Linked DNA regions of Oryctolagus cuniculus: region 2 is linked to region 1. A link is a contact called in public Hi-C data. All regions are on one chromosome and are shown on one strand. The core of a region is the stretch at or near the end of the contact, and the rest is flanking DNA. Distances in the headings are between cores, read along the strand shown. Region 1 holds the start of GALNT2 (polypeptide N-acetylgalactosaminyltransferase 2). Region 2 overlaps GALNT2 (polypeptide N-acetylgalactosaminyltransferase 2).

What was found. A called contact is a pair of places that touch in the nucleus more often than the background predicts.
Region 2: a Hi-C map of psoas muscle shows a contact between it and region 1, with 3 times the contacts expected there. The contact joins the enhancer-like site here to the promoter of GALNT2 in region 1. A contact is called at or near these places in 3 of 6 Hi-C or Micro-C datasets (ear pinna, psoas muscle and an unstated tissue).

The regions. Positions count from the first base shown.
Region 1 is chr13:49,741,774-49,746,593 of mOryCun1.1, forward strand. It overlaps GALNT2 (polypeptide N-acetylgalactosaminyltransferase 2), which reads left to right and starts at 1,844. Exons shown (of 16, transcript XM_002717390.5): 1 at 1,844-2,081. The coding sequence starts at 1,956.
Region 2 is chr13:49,838,429-49,843,801 of mOryCun1.1, forward strand. The region is part of intron 1 of GALNT2 (polypeptide N-acetylgalactosaminyltransferase 2); the gene reads left to right. Among named protein-coding and RNA genes, the nearest start is that of GALNT2, 97 kb to the left of the region's middle. Within about 2 kb of position 1,978, at least 2 of the 8 cell types and tissues checked have an H3K27ac peak or open chromatin away from gene starts, as enhancers often do.

The sequences.
Region 1 (4,820 bases), core at 594-3,093:
CCCATCTCTCTGCTATGGCCTGGGCAAGCAGTGGAAGATGGTCCAAGTCCTTGGGCTACACCATGTGGGGGACCTGGCAGAAGTTCCTGGCTTCCGATCAGCACAGCTCCCACCATTGCAGCCAACTGGGGAATGAACCAGGGCATGGAAGACCTTTCTCTCTGTCTCACCTTCTCTCTGTTTAACTCTTTCAAACAATAAATACATCTTTTTAAACAACAACAAAAAAGAATATTCTCTTCTATCTGTGTACCGAAGCGTTCTTTGTTTTTAATTAAAAATGTTTATTTTCATTTTATTTGAAAGGCAGTGTGTGTTTGTGTGTGTGTATGCGCGTGTGAGAGAGAGAGGGAGAGCGCGCTTCCAACTGCCGATTCACTCCCCGAGTGGCCTCCATGGTGGGACTGGGCCAGGCCAAAGCCAGGAGCACAGACCTCGACCTGGGTGCCCCTGTGGGTGGCAAGGACCCAAGTACTTGGGCCATCCCTGCTGCCTGGCAGGGTGCACATTAGCAGGAAACGGGAACTAGGAGCTCAGGAGCTGGGAATGACACTCTGATGTGGGCTGCTGGGACTTCACAGTTATGCCAAACGCCCACTCCTGACTGCAGTTTCTAATAACCACTGGCGGTGACTCCGGGTGGGGCTGGCTGTCTGTATTTCTGCATCTTTAATTTTCCCGCTGACTTCCTTCTTTCCCTTCACTGCCAGGTCTCTGAAGGGCATCGCCTTTTTTCTGATGACCTGACTTTTCCCCAAAAGGGAAGCTTTTTCTCTCCCCTGGGACTCTGTTGGAGTTGATGTCTTTTCTTTCTTCTACTTAAGTCATTTGAAGTTCGGTTTTTATGACAGTCTTAACCCCAGGAACGCGGGAAGCTGTTTGTGTTTTTGCTTTGCAGGGGATCTGGGTGGATTCCCTTTTGACTCCCTGGACTTTTTTTTTTTTTTTTTTTTTTTTTTAATCAAGCACTTAGGGGCACTGGAAACTTTGCCTGTGGCAAGGGCATGGCCAAGGTTACACAGATTGTATTGCAAGACAGATCTGTTTTCTTACATCCTGCACCACGCTTGGTGTGCTGACTTCGTTCTTCTTTTACGAAAGCCACCAATGAAAAAGGAAAGATTTAAAAAATGGATATTGCTTTCCTCCTGCTTGATTTCATGCTTACGTAAAGCCACCACCACCTCGCCACTAAGAGCTCTGTTCATCCCCAGAGAAAGGGTCCTTTGAAAATTACCTTCTCAGTTTTCACCTCAAGGCCCCACCTCTGCCTAAATAAATACTCTGCCACCTGGGGATCAGGGGCGTTTTGCTGCAAGATTAGTAACAGAACTGCAGCAAGCGGCAGAATCGCGTCTAGGAGCGAGGGTCTGTCTAAAACTCAGGTCTGTCTGCGGATAACAGCGCGTCCGCTCAGGGTCTGGCACAGGCGGCGCGGACGCCGGCAGCGCTGCGGTGACCGACAGCGTCCACGCCCGTGTGCACGTGTGCGCTCCCCCCTCCCCGCCCCGTCTGGGGACAGCCACCTGTCACTCACGGGGGGCAGCGGCGCGGGCACGCAGCGGGGCGGGGCGGCGCCCGGCGCTCCCGGCGGAGGCCCTCCCGGCGGATCCCGGCGTGCTGCAGCCATGGAGACGCGGCAGTCCCCTCCTCCGGCCCGCACCCGGGCCCCCGCCGCCGCCGCCGATTGGTCGCCCTTTGCTCTCTGACCCCCCTCGCCGCCTTCGAGGCCGGCGCTTCCTGCTCGGGCGCCGCGCGGCGCTGCCGGCCCGGGGCGGAGCTCGGGCGCCGAGTGCGCGCCGCCGCCGCCGCCGAGCAGCTGCCGCGCCGGAGGAGGAGCCGCCGCCACGCCCTTCCCCTTCCTCCGCTCCTCCCCCGGCCCCCACAGCGCCCGCGGCCGGCCCAGCCAGCACTAGCGAGCAGCGGCGGCCGCGGCCGGCGGCCGAGTTGGGAGAATGCGGCGGCGCTCGCGGATGCTGCTCTGTTTCGCCTTCCTGTGGGTGCTGGGCATCGCCTACTACATGTACTCCGGGGGCGGCTCGGCGCTGGCCGGGGGCGCAGGCGGCGGCGCCGGCAGGAAGGTGAGTGGCGCGCCCTGCTGCGCTCTGGCCCCGGTGCCCACCCGGGTCCCCGCGCGCGTCCCTCCTGGCGCCAACGCGCCCCCTGCCTCGCTGCGGGCCACCCCAGGCTCCCCCGCTGCTCCTGCGATCCTCTGCCGCGACCTCCGCCTGGGCCACCCGCCCCCGTCCCGGGCCTCCAGCCCAGTGCCCGGAGCCGGGGCACAGCCGGCGCCTCTGCGCGCCCGGGGCTCTGGCTAGAGGGACCCGCTCGCCCTCTCTGGGCTCACCCGCCCGGTGGGCGTCTCCCTCCATCTACCCTACATCATCTGAGTCCTGTCCTGCCTTCGGGAGCCCCATGCCCTCTAGTAGGAAGTTTAGGGGTGGGGGTGTTGGGAGACACAAAGGGGTGGGGAGGAGAGAAGGGAGAGGCGGCCGCCTTTCTAACGTGTCATGCATAGGAGGAGAGAAGAGTCCAAGTTTCTTTTCAGCCTAGCGATAGCAGCGGCTGCACATGCTCGCCCCCTCGCTCCTGGTCACTCCGTGTGCGTGTGCCGCGTTTCTCTGCCGTTTATGTCTAGGTGCGGGGGCGCAGGCACTCCCCGCGCCAAATCAAACCCCTGGGCTGGTGGAAGGCAGGGGCCGCTGTGCCCCTGCGCTGAGCCAGGCCGGTTGCGGCCACCCGTGGACTTTTCCCCCTAGTTGCGCTGGCTTACTCGGCCCTGACCCCTCCACGCGGGCCGGACGTGGCCTCCTGCTCTTGCTTTTCCCGGCTGCGACCCCCCCGATTACTGCGGATCCACTTTTTTTTTTTTTGAGTGGGGGGTATTGTGGACAGGCTCCGAGGGCCAGGGGAGTAGGCGGTGGGGACTGCGCTAGCCGCCCTCCCCCACCACCACCCTGGAACCCCGTCCCGAGCCGACCACGCCGGACGGCCACCGGTGTTCAGGAGGAAATTGAGCGCCCAGAGAAGCCGAGACGGCGCCGTCTTGCCGCTGTGCGCCTCTGGCGAGAGCCGGAGCCGGACTCGTGCACTGGCCGGTTTGCAGTGTTTCTCTGGCCGATCGGCTTGGAAAGCGGCGGTATCTTTTCCGGAGCCCTGTAACCCTCAACCCCACAAGCCCAGGAAATCCTGAGTTTAACGGAGGTGGACCGCGGGTTCGGTTGGAACAAGGGAATAACTCCCTGGAACAGGACAAATGGCCCCAACGGTAGGTGGACAGACTTTAGCCCTGAAATCAGACTCCTACTGCCCACGTTGAGGTTTCATTGCCTTGTTCATTCGTTCATTCATTCACTCCCAGCTAATGGCCTTAGGAGGAGGCTGGTGTCTCACTTGGGTGTTGGTCAGTTCATGGATTTGCTTTCCCTAGAGAGACAGAAATGGAAACAGATTTCCCATGTGCTGAAGTGGCCTCACCTGCACCCGTGCCGACCCTGTACTTGTAGCCCGCTTGTTAAACGGTGTGTGTGTACCTGAGAGCCCGGAACAGCCTGCAGTGGTGGAACGCTCGCCGCCGATGATGGGACTAGTTCTGTCCTTGAAAACCATCGCGGCCTTGCGGTGGAATGATTTTGAAGAACTTTGCTTCCCGGTAAAGTGTGCCTTGGCCACTCACGGAGCCTGTTGTGCCTGTGAGACTTGGCAAAGCTTTCTGCCTTGCATGCAGAGAGAAGCAAAGAAATAAAGCATCCCTGGCGTTTCACATTCTTGGCTTTGCCACTTTCATTCATACAGGTGATTAGGAAGCACCTGTGTGGTGCCCGCTGCCCGGAGGCCAGCTTCTCTCATCCTGGTGGGCTTGGGCTGCTGGGGGCTTTGAGTGGTCTGCCTTGGTGAAGTCTTCAGACACCCCTGAAGTGTGATAGGTAGTTAGAAAAATGACAGTCGGAGAACTCCTTTGTGGCCCACTGAAGGGCAAGTGGAAAAGTAGGGGAAATGAACAGTTACACCCGGATTGGTGATTTGGGACTCTCGTCTCTGTCAACGAACTGGAAAACTTAATCCTGGCCCTTAGAATGGTTTAGTGATTTGTTGGTTCAGGAACAGGTGTGTAAAAGCAATAGCTTTTGAAATTGCAGAAACCTCATTAACTCCACACGGTGCGCCCTGACGGACAGAGTGGAGGTTGGGATGGCTTCTGGAGGCAGCGGCTCGCACCCTGATGGCCCGAATGCCTCGTCCTTCCTGCTGAATTGCTTCTTCGGTACTGGAAGTCTCCCCATTCCCTCATCCTTGTGATAAAGGCAGAGATGGGGCTTGTTTAGCTTGTGAAGAATGGGTGTTCCAAAGGGTAGTAGAGAACATCTGTGAAGGCAGAACCTGAGTACTTGCTTTGGGTTTATAGAGAAGAGCGGACTTCCATTTCTTCTCTTGTTTCACGCTGTTCAAGGCAGGGATCTCATTGCCTGTTCAGCCCATCTCTCTGCGTCCTGACGGTTTTCACGGGGTACTGGGCTGCGGGGACTGTCGGAGGGGAGCTTGACTGGGATTTCTGCTGCTTCAGCAGCCTGGCCGAGCTCGTCACTGTGTGCCCTGCCTGTTAAATAACTCATCGCAGAGCTGTTATTCTCCATTTGGCAAAACCCAGACAGCCAGCTCACCTCGGATTGCAGATTCAATAAACTAAGCAGGAACGGGTGCTGAAAACCAACCCCGGACACTGCCGAACCGCTTAGGATGTGTGTGTTAAAACAATTTATGCATAATGTTGTTTAAGGTTGCATTTCATTTACATTTTGGTACCTCCCTCCCCCTTGCCT
Region 2 (5,373 bases), core at 728-3,227, 97 kb after region 1:
ATTCGACAGTGAGGCGTCTGCAGCCCATATTATGATACCAAATAGCGTGGCAGTGCCGAAGGCTGAGAATGGACTTGTAAAGAAGTGTGCCAGAGGTAGGGGCTCCTACAGCTTCTCCCTGCTGGGCACTGTCCATCCGGCCCTGGGGCAGGACTCAAGGGAAGGAGGCCCCTGCAGTAACCATCAGCCCTGGGAAGCACTGGGGCGTGCCCACTAGGGCTGGCGGTTTCTGCAGAACCCTGTCATCCGCCACTCACACTAGGGAATAACACGAACCCTCTGCTTGGAGCCATGGAAAGATGGCGGTTCGGGATCAAGTTGGAGTGGAATTTGGGAATCATCTTTCCCACGTGATTCCTTGGCTATAATATAAGCTAAGAAGGCAGGGTGGTGTTCTGTTGCATGGATTCTTCGTATTAGAATTTGTGGCCCACGAGAAAAAGATTTAGGACACTCTTAGAAGTTATTGGGGTAACACCACACAGCTAGTAGCTACTGACCCCCACAGGAAGAGGTCATCAATGAGAACACGTACATTTTACATTCATAAAAGCAGGTGCACAGTTCCCACGTGCTGCTGCTCACTGTGCAGCCTCTCTGAGGCTTCTTGCCCGCAGTGTCACCGAGACGCTGCTGGCTGCAGGGAGCACACGCACCGTGGGCTGGGCCTTGCACGTGGCGTTTCTGGGCTTCCGGCCATGTCAGCTGTCTTTCCAAAACACCCACATGGGCGATGTCACTCTACCGCCCAACCGCGGCAGGATTTGTTAGTTCTCAGGACATCCACCTGCTTCCTTGTCTTCAGCCCTGCGGAGCCCCCAGGGCGGGGTTGGGGGATCCCAGGGAGCTAGCCCCGCCCACTGTTCTGTCCCCTCCGCCGCCTGACACCCCTGCGTCCCTCCCCCTCTCCACATCCAGATCTGACTCTCATGGTTCCCAGAGAGAAGCGAATCTGCGTCCGAGCTACGCTTGCCCCGACTTCAGGGAGAAGCTGCTGTATCCAGTCTGCTGGGGAGACGTGAGAAGCTACAGAGAAAACAGTAGCGTCAGCCTAGTGCTTTCAAAACAGCAGTCCATGGCATTCAAACCTGGGTCAGCTGTACCTGGGCCCTACTACCAGGAATTTCTACCTCTGTATCAATTTGTGGTGGCCTATTTGGTGGAGGGACTGGCGGGAGAAGATGCTTCAATACAAATTTTCCATTCAGTTCCCACCCCCTCGCTCCCCTGGGGCTCCCATTATGTCATTCTGAGACTTAATCTTTCGAAATGCTGTTCCAAACAGATAGAAGATCTGGAGCCAGTTTTGATTCATTGGTTCCAGAGCTGGACCAAGAAAGGGAACCTGAACCGTGGAAGCTGGGCTCTCAGTGGGGATGACTTAACAGGGAGAGTTGGGGGTGAGAGGGCACCATCTTCTGGTGAGGGGGTAGCACTGCAGTGTGGTTCTACGAGACCTCAGAAATTCTGGACGAAGCTTTGCTGGGGGGAATGGACACACGTGGAGGTGATTTGAGTGGTGGGGGTGGGGCAGCCTGGATGTGGACTTCCCTGGCGATGAGCCGGGGAATCGCGGTGCCTGCGTAATCCTTCTGCCACTTGTCTTCTGGGAATTATTTCAAAATGCAGCTGATTTTTATCTAAGTCATGGGGGAAATATTTACTAAAGTGCCCTTTTTTTAAAAAATAAAAAGACATGTTCTGGTCAAATTTGATGAAAACCATCATTTCTCCAAAGGAAGAGAATTGGCTTTCACTGCCAGTGGAGGAACCCAGGAGAAGTGGGGCTGTAGTCGTGGAAGGCTTTCTCAAGCCCCCTGTTTACTGGAAGAAGGGGGGGGGGGAGACAGGGTGCAGAAGCAGGCCGTCCAGGGCTGCTGGACTGGCAGGAGCCCGCCAGCTCCTGGGCTCTCGTTACATACGTGTCATCCCGCTGCGCTTGCCCTCAGGAACAGGTGCCAAGAGCTGGCTTTCTTCACAGACTCTGATTACAACCAGGAAGAAAGAAACGCTCGCCTCGTGCTCCCCTTGCTCTGGGCTACTTCTCCGTTGGGGCTTCTGCTGTGAGCGGGAGAGCTCAGGAGGAGTGGGCTGCTCGTGAGAAGATGGCTGTGGCATGAAATAGGCCACTCGTTAGGATCGCCCTTTGCGTCTCCTGGAGCAGAGCCCATCACTCACTGCAGACTGGTTTTATTTTTTATTTTCTTTTAATTTTTTAAAATTTATTTTATTCATTTGAAAGAGTTACAGAGAGGTAGAGGGAGAGAGAGAGAGAGAGAGAGAGAGAGACTCTCTTCCACTGTCTCTCTTCCACAGTCTTCCATCCAATGGTTCACTCCCCAATTGGCCACAACAGCCAGAACTGAGCTGATCTGAAGCCAGGAGCCAAGAGCTTCTTCTGGGTCTCCCACATGGGTGCAGGGGCCCAAGGACTTGGGCCATCTTCTACTGCTTTCCCAGGCCATAGCAGAGAGCTGAATTGGAAATGTAGCAGCCGGGACTAGAACCAATGACCATATGGGATGCCAGTACTGCAGGCCAGGGCTTTAACTCGCTGTGCCACAATTCCAACTCCTTATTTTCTTATTTATATGTTTATTATTTTAAGATTTATTTATTTGAAAGAGTTAGACAGAGAGAGGGAGAGACAGACAGAAATCTTCCATCTGCTGCTTCACTCACCAAATGGCTGCAATGGCTGGAGCTGGGCCAGTCCAAAGCTAGCATCTTCTTCTGGATCTCCCATGTAGGTACAGGGGCCTACGGACTTGGGCCATCCTTCGCTGCTTTCCCAGGTGCATTAGTAGGGAGCTGGATTGGAAGTGGAGCAGCTGGGACTAGAACTGGTGCCCATATGGGATGCCAGCACTGCAGGCCAGGGTTTTAACCCGCTGTACCGCTGTGCCACAGCGCCGGCCCTAGCAGATGGGTTCCAGCAGATCGGTTTTAACAGGAGACTTACACCTTCACTCCCTTGAAGGGAGAGGGAATACAGAGGGTTAAAATTGTCATTAGTAGTGGCCAGACTGGGGCCTGCGCTGTGGCGCAGCTGGTTAATGCTCTGGCCTGAAGCGCCAGCATCCCATATGGGTGCTGGTTCGAGACCTGGCTGCTCCACTTCTGATCCAGCTCTCTGCTGTGGCTTGGGAAAGCAGTAAAAGATGGCCTGAGTCCTTAGGCCCCTGCACCCGCGTGTGAGACTGGAGGAAGCTCCTGGCTCCCGGCTTCGGATCAGTGCAGCTCTGGCCGTTGCAGCCAATTGAGGAGTGAACCAGCAGATGGAAAACCTCTCTCTCTCTCTCTCTCTCTCTCTGTCTGCCTCTCTTCTCTCTGTGTAACTCTTTCACATAAATAAATAAATAAATAAATAAGGAAGTGGACAGGCACCCTAGAAAGACTTAAAGTTGGCAGACATTGGCCCAGGTGTGTTTTATTCATATGATGAACTTCCATGTACATAAGTACAATTTCTACTTCTAATTTTTTAATTTTAATTTTTTTCTAGAACAGTTTGATTTATACAACATTCAGGAATTCAGAAATGCCACACCCAGTTTCTTCTTACTAAAATCTTGCCTTAGTAGGATTCATTTGTTCTAACTAAAGAACCAGTAACAGTGTTGTTAGCTCAGCTTCCCACTTGGCTCAGACTCCCTGAGGCTGCCTCTCATGTTCTTTTCCTGCTGTGACGTCCCTGCATCTCACTGCTGAGTTGCTGACAGGTTCATGTGCGTGACCTTGCTGGTTTCTAGGGGAGGCAACTGGAAGAAGTCAGGTTTAATGTTCCCAGGGGCAGGACTTAGCATCTGACTTGTGTCCTGCCTCACAATTCAAGAAACGCCTGTCAGCTGTGGTATTTCAGGGACTAGAATAGGGTTGCCTTTTAAATTTCTGTGTTCCACATTGGAAAACTGAGGCTCAAAGAGACCATCACAATTGCCCGAGCCGGTGGAGAGAGAGCAACGCTGATTGGCCATGCCGACCTGGTATTTGCAAACCTCTCCTTGTCCTGTATCAGGTGCTACAGGCTGGTTCACTGATGGCCCTCTCCTCTGGACGCGTCCATAGGGGTCCAAGTGGAAAGACTTCAGCCAGGTTAAGGCAGCGGACTGAGCGCGTCCGGGCTGAGCGTGCGGGATGGTCCTGCAGGCCCGCTGCATGTTAGGAAAGCGCCGTGCTGGAGGGACTAGCGGCCGTGCCATGGTCGTTCGTGACGTCAGTGCGGGTGACAGCTCCCAAATTTCCAGCCGCCTCCTGTTGTTTCTCACCAGCCTGCTTTTCTTTGAGAGCATGCAGTAAAATAAATGAAGCCGCGACCTTTATCATTAATGCAGCTTTTTTTTTCACTTGTGAGCAAGGACGTATTCCTATGTGCAGAGCACTCTTCTACTGTGAACCAACCCACAGTGGAAATATACCCTCCTCCCATTTCAGCTACCTGCACAGTTTTCAGAGCCAGGCTGGAGTGATGAATGGGAACCTGTGTGTGCAAGGATGCAGCCAGTGGCTCTGCCCGGAAACCCCTAGAAAACCCCCAGTCCTGGGCCCCATCCCCTGAGCTTAGGAGTAAGCTGGCTGGGGCATGACTAGGCCTTGGGAAATCCAGGAAGCTCGGCCTTCCTTGTTTCCTCGCTCTCTGCTCTACCCACGTAGTGATTCTTAGACCTTTCGTGTCTCTTTGGTTCTTAGCCCAGGAAAGGTTTTGGGGGCTTGCTGTGGGTGTGTTATTCCCAGTCCCAACTGTTGCTGGTGTTTGGGGCGGAGGGAAGATGTGGGAATCAGTAGACATGTGTTTTCTCCCTCTCTCATTGTATCTCTCCAGTTTTAAAGTAAATAAAAATATTTTAAAATTTAAATGACATCTGTCAGTTTGTTAAGGGTTCACCACCCTATTTTTAAAGTGAAAGTTTAAATAGTGACCCAGTATATCAGCCAGTTATTCCTCCACTTGTGAGAAGGTCCAAAGATGATTCCTCTGAGCTGCCCTGGTAAAACACCTGCCCCAAGCATTAGAAACAGCAAGTAGTCCCGGTTCCTCCTAGTCCTGTGTCAGTTTATAGTGAAAATGCATGACTGTGGGAGGTCCTGGTCTTCAGCAAGAAGCTAAGTCTGCTCTTAAAAAGTTGCCTTCCAGTAAACTGTGTGGTAGGGGTCTTCTAGTGGCTTCCTTTGGCAGCATGTTTTCACCTCTTAAGAAATGGCAGAGTGGGTGTTGTAGTACAGCAAGTTACGCCACTGCTGGTGGCATCCGCATCCTGTATCAAGTACCAGGCTGCTCCACTTCCAATCCAGCTGCCTGGCAGTGCTCCTGGGAAAGCAGCGGAGGAGCAAGTGCTTGGGTCCCTGCTACCCACATGGGAGACCGGGATGGAG